Regions from separate parts of the Mus musculus genome. Here region 1 is linked to region 2. A link is a contact called in public HiChIP or PLAC-seq data. All regions are on one chromosome and are shown on one strand. Each heading gives the region's core, a stretch centred on a gene start, on an enhancer-like site or on the middle of the called end of the contact. The rest is flanking DNA. Distances are from core to core; before and after follow the strand shown.

Evidence for each region. HiChIP or PLAC-seq counts read pairs in DNA pulled down with a chosen protein or histone mark.
Region 1: an H3K4me3 HiChIP or PLAC-seq map of the 230-238 cell line shows a contact between it and region 2, with 17 read pairs. The contact joins the enhancer-like site here to the promoter of Polb in region 2. A contact is called at or near these places in 3 of 39 promoter capture datasets (the C10 cell line, cranial neural crest and liver), 4 of 484 Hi-C or Micro-C datasets (embryonic stem cells, liver and neutrophils), 3 of 115 datasets of contacts at active chromatin or transcription factors (the 230-238 cell line and embryonic stem cells) and 3 of 9 other capture datasets (adipose tissue, liver and pancreatic islet).

The regions. Positions count from the first base shown.
Region 1 is chr8:22,723,000-22,725,699 of GRCm38.p6, reverse strand. No RefSeq gene overlaps it. Among named protein-coding and RNA genes, the nearest start is that of Ikbkb, 18 kb to the right of the region's middle. Within about 2 kb of position 1,444, at least 48 of the 459 cell types and tissues checked have an H3K27ac peak or open chromatin away from gene starts, as enhancers often do. A contact at or near this core is called in the 230-238 cell line, where this site is marked.
Region 2 is chr8:22,652,124-22,654,823 of GRCm38.p6, reverse strand. It overlaps Polb (polymerase (DNA directed), beta), which reads left to right and starts at 1,387. Exons shown (of 14, transcript NM_011130.2): 1 at 1,387-1,510; 2 at 1,707-1,764. The coding sequence starts at 1,450.

The DNA of each region.
Region 1 (2,700 bases), core at 195-2,694, 71 kb before region 2:
TCGTGGTGAATCAGCTGCAGAAACAATGGCACTGAAACCTGAGCGATATGTCCTGAGATGGGCGCGCACAAGCCGAAATCCAGTAAGAGAAAGTAAGAAATAAAAGGCACGCTTGTGACGTGTTTCCGGGACAGCTCTGCCGAGTTGAAAGGTGATGGTCTCTGATTCTAGAGCAGTGGTTCGCAACTTTCCCCACGCCACCATCCTTTATACAGGTCCTCATGTTGTGGTGACCCCCTCCCCCAACCATAAAATTATTTCCATATGACTTCATAGCTGTAGTTTTGCTACTGTTGTGAATTACCATGTAAATATCTGTGTCTTTATGGCGGTCTTAGGCGACCCCTGTGAAAAGGTCTTTTGACACCTCCCTGGAAGGGTCACGACCCACAGGTTGAGAACCAACACTCTAGGAGGTTCCCACATTGTGTCCTGTGGGGGAGGGGAGAGCAGGAGCCGCCCACTGGTCTCTGCAGCCTTGACCTCAGGATTCTGTCATCCACGTAGGACGTAGGACAGCTCCTAACAGTTCTCTGGGATTCCTACCCTCCATTTTCTGGTTCTGAAGTTCTGCTGTGTGAGGAGTAGGATTTTCCAGGGTCATCAGCCCACTCCCACTTTCTGAGCCTCTTTGTCTTTCTTTTTGGATTCTTCTTTTTTTTTTTTTAATTAATAAACAGTCTCTATTTCTGTTACTTTATGTTCTTTATAATTCTTTGTTCAGGGGCACAAGAACTTGAACACCAGCAGGTGTTCTCTGGACTCAGATCTAAGCCTACAATTCTGGCATACTCCCACCCCCGTCTTGGATCTCCTTCAGCCAGCGGAATTGTTCAGTGACTCCTGAGGTGCAGAGTCCAGGCTTATGAAGGGGCGGGGGCGTGTGGGGGGCAGTGATGATGTGCCTCAGCTCAAAAGTCACAAAGCGTCCAACTCTAACTTGCCATTTTTAACATCTTTTGGAAAATAAGCATTGACCCTGTAGCCAATTTTAATTTTGTCACTTGTGTTAAAGTATCTGGCTGTCAGCCAGCAAGAAATACCAACTAGATGAGGGGTTTCTTTTCCTCTCCAGATCTCCTTCGTTTTCTGTCTGTCCACGCTGCCTCATCCTGAGAGTTGTGAGCCTTTCAGGAAGATATTCCTTGACTGTCTATATACCGGGAATGTCTTTCAGCCAAGTCCAAAGCCAGCTTTTATAACATACCCCCCCAGACCTTAGCACAACTGACTCCATGATGGAACTACCATTCAGCCATGAAACTCAGCACATAGGGAACACCACCTGCCCAAACAAAGACAAAAACCTAATCTATCAAAATCCATAGTTCTGGGGAGGTCTCTAAGTACACCTTGCTTTTTGGCTTCCGTATTTCTTGCTTCAGGCTAAACTGTTCTTGCTAACTGAATGTCAACCCAGGATGTGGTTTTATGCTTAAAAGCTCACCCTGAGATAGGCTAGGGGTGACACTGGGATTCTGAACAGCCAGTGTAGTCACCAGCCAGCTAATAGAGACTTTGTACTAGCTTAAACATACAGATCCAAGTGGTCTTTTCTGGTCTATATCATATAATAGGTTTTTTTTTTTCTGAGAGATTTTATTCACCTCATAAAGTCAAAATGATTTCCTTAAAAACCATCTGGTTGTATCTTAGTCAATATATATCAGTCTCACAGGTGACTCTGTCTGCCTTAGTTAGTACTATAATGTTTCTAGTTATTTCCATTTATAATGAATGTTTCTTATTGAATCCATGCACATAACTACATTGTCACAAAATCAGAGTACTCAAGAACCTCCTGACTTCTAAAGGAGATTAAGGGCAAAAGGCAGGTGCTTTCTAATTCCCTGTACAAGGTATACTTTACTAGTGTTGAGAGAAAAGTTGGGGCTTCCTCGTTTGGGGTTTTAGTCGGGATCATAAAGGAATTTAGAAATGGTCTCAGAAGGAAGCTTAAGAACAGGGTAGGCAAGCGGTAAACATGGTCACTTTCCAGGAGGAGGGAGATGGAGAAGAGGAGAAGGAGATCCAGGCATTTAGCAATGGAGGTCAGCGAGAGTGGATGGCAGAAGTGAGCACGAAACTTCAGGGAAGGAGTGAGAAGCCTCATGTGTCTACAAAAGTGTTGGCTAGACTCAGAAAGAGACAGAAGGAAGGAAGAGCAAAGTTGCAGAGAAGAGGGCAGGTCACCTGGTGGAGGCTGTCTAGGCAGCTGTGTGGGGGTTGGTAGGGCTTTCTGGGAAGAGTAAATATATTATCTCATTAAGGAGATAATTATTGCTCACATTTCTTAGTGTAGCTTTAGGGAAATCAGCCTGCCTAAAGGGTGGTCTCTGGGCTAGGTGATTGATGTGTTGTCCAGTCGGATTAAGTGTTAAAGGAGGAGATGATACCTGGATATAATGCTCTAACTGTGGGAACAAATCAGAATGCTTCATTTCCAGGGCCAGAGGGAGAACTCATTCTTTTGACCAGGAAGGAGGTGGTTGCCTTCTTAATTGGTCTCCACAGAGTCCCAATATCTCTGCTATTTTATATGATCAAAGTTGATATTTCCCTTTTTAGTGTTGCCAAGAAAACAGGCATGAGGGCAGGGTAGTTTCAAAGCCAACCGGGAAGAATGGGCTCGGCCACAATGGCCAAGGCTATTGATCCTTGTCTGGCTACTTAATACTAAATTATTTACTTAGAGGGAAC
Region 2 (2,700 bases), core at 138-2,637:
CTATTCGCTTTTCTAGCTTTACCACAGTCCACACCGAAGTCCTCTGATCTCCAACCTAGTGAACTTGTTCCAAATGGTGCAGAACTTTTTAGTGGCAGCTTTGGGGGTGGACCTTGCTGCTTCTACAGGGATCACTCCAGTTGTCCCCCAAGCCCTCTTCCTCTTCATTATGTCTCCGTGCACAGGGACCTTCTGAGAGGTGTTTTCCAACTGTTCTGTCTAAATAGAGCTCATCTCGCCCCTCCTGAGGGCTGCCCCATTTCCTTGCCTTGTTTATCCGTGCAGTGTTGTGGTGGAGCTGAGGCCCCATTCCTGCTGAGCATGTCCTCTCACAGTGAATCACTCATTCTTGACTTGCTCTTAGGCCACTTTATTACCCCCTGCCAAGGACATGCGCACAGGACTTGACTTATCACTACTGTACATCCAGTAGCGAAAGCAGTGCCCTGTCCTTGCTAATAAAAATAACTCACTCACCTAAAACAACAACAATGCATTGCTGGACCTGGTGTTGCATACCTATCCCTAGCATCCAGGAGGCTGAGGCAGGAGGATTTCTATGAGTCTGAGGCCAGCCTGCTCTTCATAGTTCTAGGACAACCTGGGCTACATAGATACCCTATCTCAGAACAAAACAGAAACAAGAATAGAAATTTTAGAAGATAAGAGTGGAGTAGAAATGTAAAAGTGTATGTCCCCAAATAATAATACCTAAGTTGGATGACAAGCCCGTCATTGACTTCCCTTTTTCCTTCTATACTCTTTTCAGATTCACCCACACTAGTGTGTATCTTAATAACAATTTATGCCCAAACGAATTGCTGTGTTTGCAGTTAATATGGACCCCCATGAGGAACACTTATAAATGGCACAAGCGCTATATTTCAATTCAAGGACATTGTAAGGGGATCACATATAGAATATGAGTGTTCCATTGCTGTTTAGTTAAGTCAGACACTTCTTTCTTGGGGTCTTTTCCTAGCTTTAGCTTCTCCCACAAGAGGCATGGATACCGAAACAAACAAACGAACAAACAAAGCCAGAACACGTCTTTAGCCGACGGTTGGCATATTTCATTCCATGTTTTACATGGTGTCCAGAAGCACAGAGCAGCTCTTGGATTCTGACAGCAGAACCCGCGCCGGCACGCCTCACAAACAGTACAGGCCGTGTGTTCCATAGCTACTGTCCACAGCAGCCAACGTCCACCTCCGTCTGCATCTCGGGCTCTAAATCAGACTATTCTCAGACCAGGAGAGCAGATTTGATCTCTCAGGCTAACTCACCAGGAGGTAAACCTGACCTCCTAGCTCCCCTCCGCCCAGAGATTCCCCGCACCCGCACCCGCTAGCCCCGCCCCGTAGCCTGGCGCGTGACGTCACCGCGCTGCGCCCTGTCAGGCGCCGCCATTGTTCCACCGGTAAGACCCAGGTGTGGGTCCCCGGCGCCATGAGCAAACGCAAGGCGCCGCAGGAGACCCTCAACGGCGGCATCACGGACATGCTCGTGGGTGAGTCCCGGGCCGCCCTCCGGCTCCTCTGCTCAGCCGGGCCTCGCTTCTCCCACCCCCCCCCCCGCGGGTCGCAGCGCCCCGGCTGCGTCCGTCGCGGCCGCCGGTGGAGGAACCCGCCCACACCTCCATCCCGGGACCCGCGTTCGCGGGGGTGTGTGTACTTGTGTCCTCGAGCCCTTTGTTGTCTTTTCAGAACTCGCAAACTTTGAGAAGAACGTGAGCCAGGCGATCCACAAGTACAATGCGTACAGGTACGTTGTTAGCCGGCGTTCCAGGACATCCTAGTTTGCTGTCACTTAGCAGGGATGGAAAGCCGGTGCCCAGTGGTTCAAAGCTGAGTGGCACTTTATTTAACCTATACAGGGTTTTGGCAGGGCGTTATAGGGTTAATTCAGGAGACTGTACAGTTCCGACTGAAAATAGGTGTCTGATGCATATATTCCCACCATTAATCTTGAATTGACTGGAAATACAGTTTAAAAAACATAATAAACAACAGTAGACGAGATCTGAACTGTGAAATAGATGTAGTTCAGGAAATCGCCTTTCCTTCTGGATGGGCTGTCACCTTCCTGAAAACCAGTTGCCTGCCTATCACTACAAACCTCAGCGGGCACCTTCTCCTGGCCGCTCTTCCCACAGTCAGCTACTTAACCTATAAGCATCCCAAAGCCCCTCAGCTTCTAACAGTAAAAGTAAACTATCCTTGCTTTCCCCAAGCTAGCCCTTACAGCCTTACAGTTAGTGTTCTCCTATAGTCTGTTCCATGCCTGGATTTCCTCATTTGAAGTCGAATTATTATTATTATTATTATTATTATTATTATTATTATATGATTATTTGGGGGATTATAATTACATCATTTCCCCTTTTCCTCTCTCCAAACACTTCCATATATAACCCTCTATGATCTCTCAAATTCATAACCTCCTTTTTTCATTATATATATATATGTGCACATATATATACACACATATTTCGATACACATACATACACACACACATTTTCCTAAATACATAAATACAATCTGTTCCAACTGTGTAATGCTACTTGTATATTTTCAGGGATAACCAACTGATGTGTTAGGAAAGACTGTTTCCTGTAGTTCTTTGTGTAGGGTTGAGGTCCTGACCACTGTGGTGTGTCTGTCACATTCTTCCTTGTTCAGCTCATGTCTGGGCAGTCA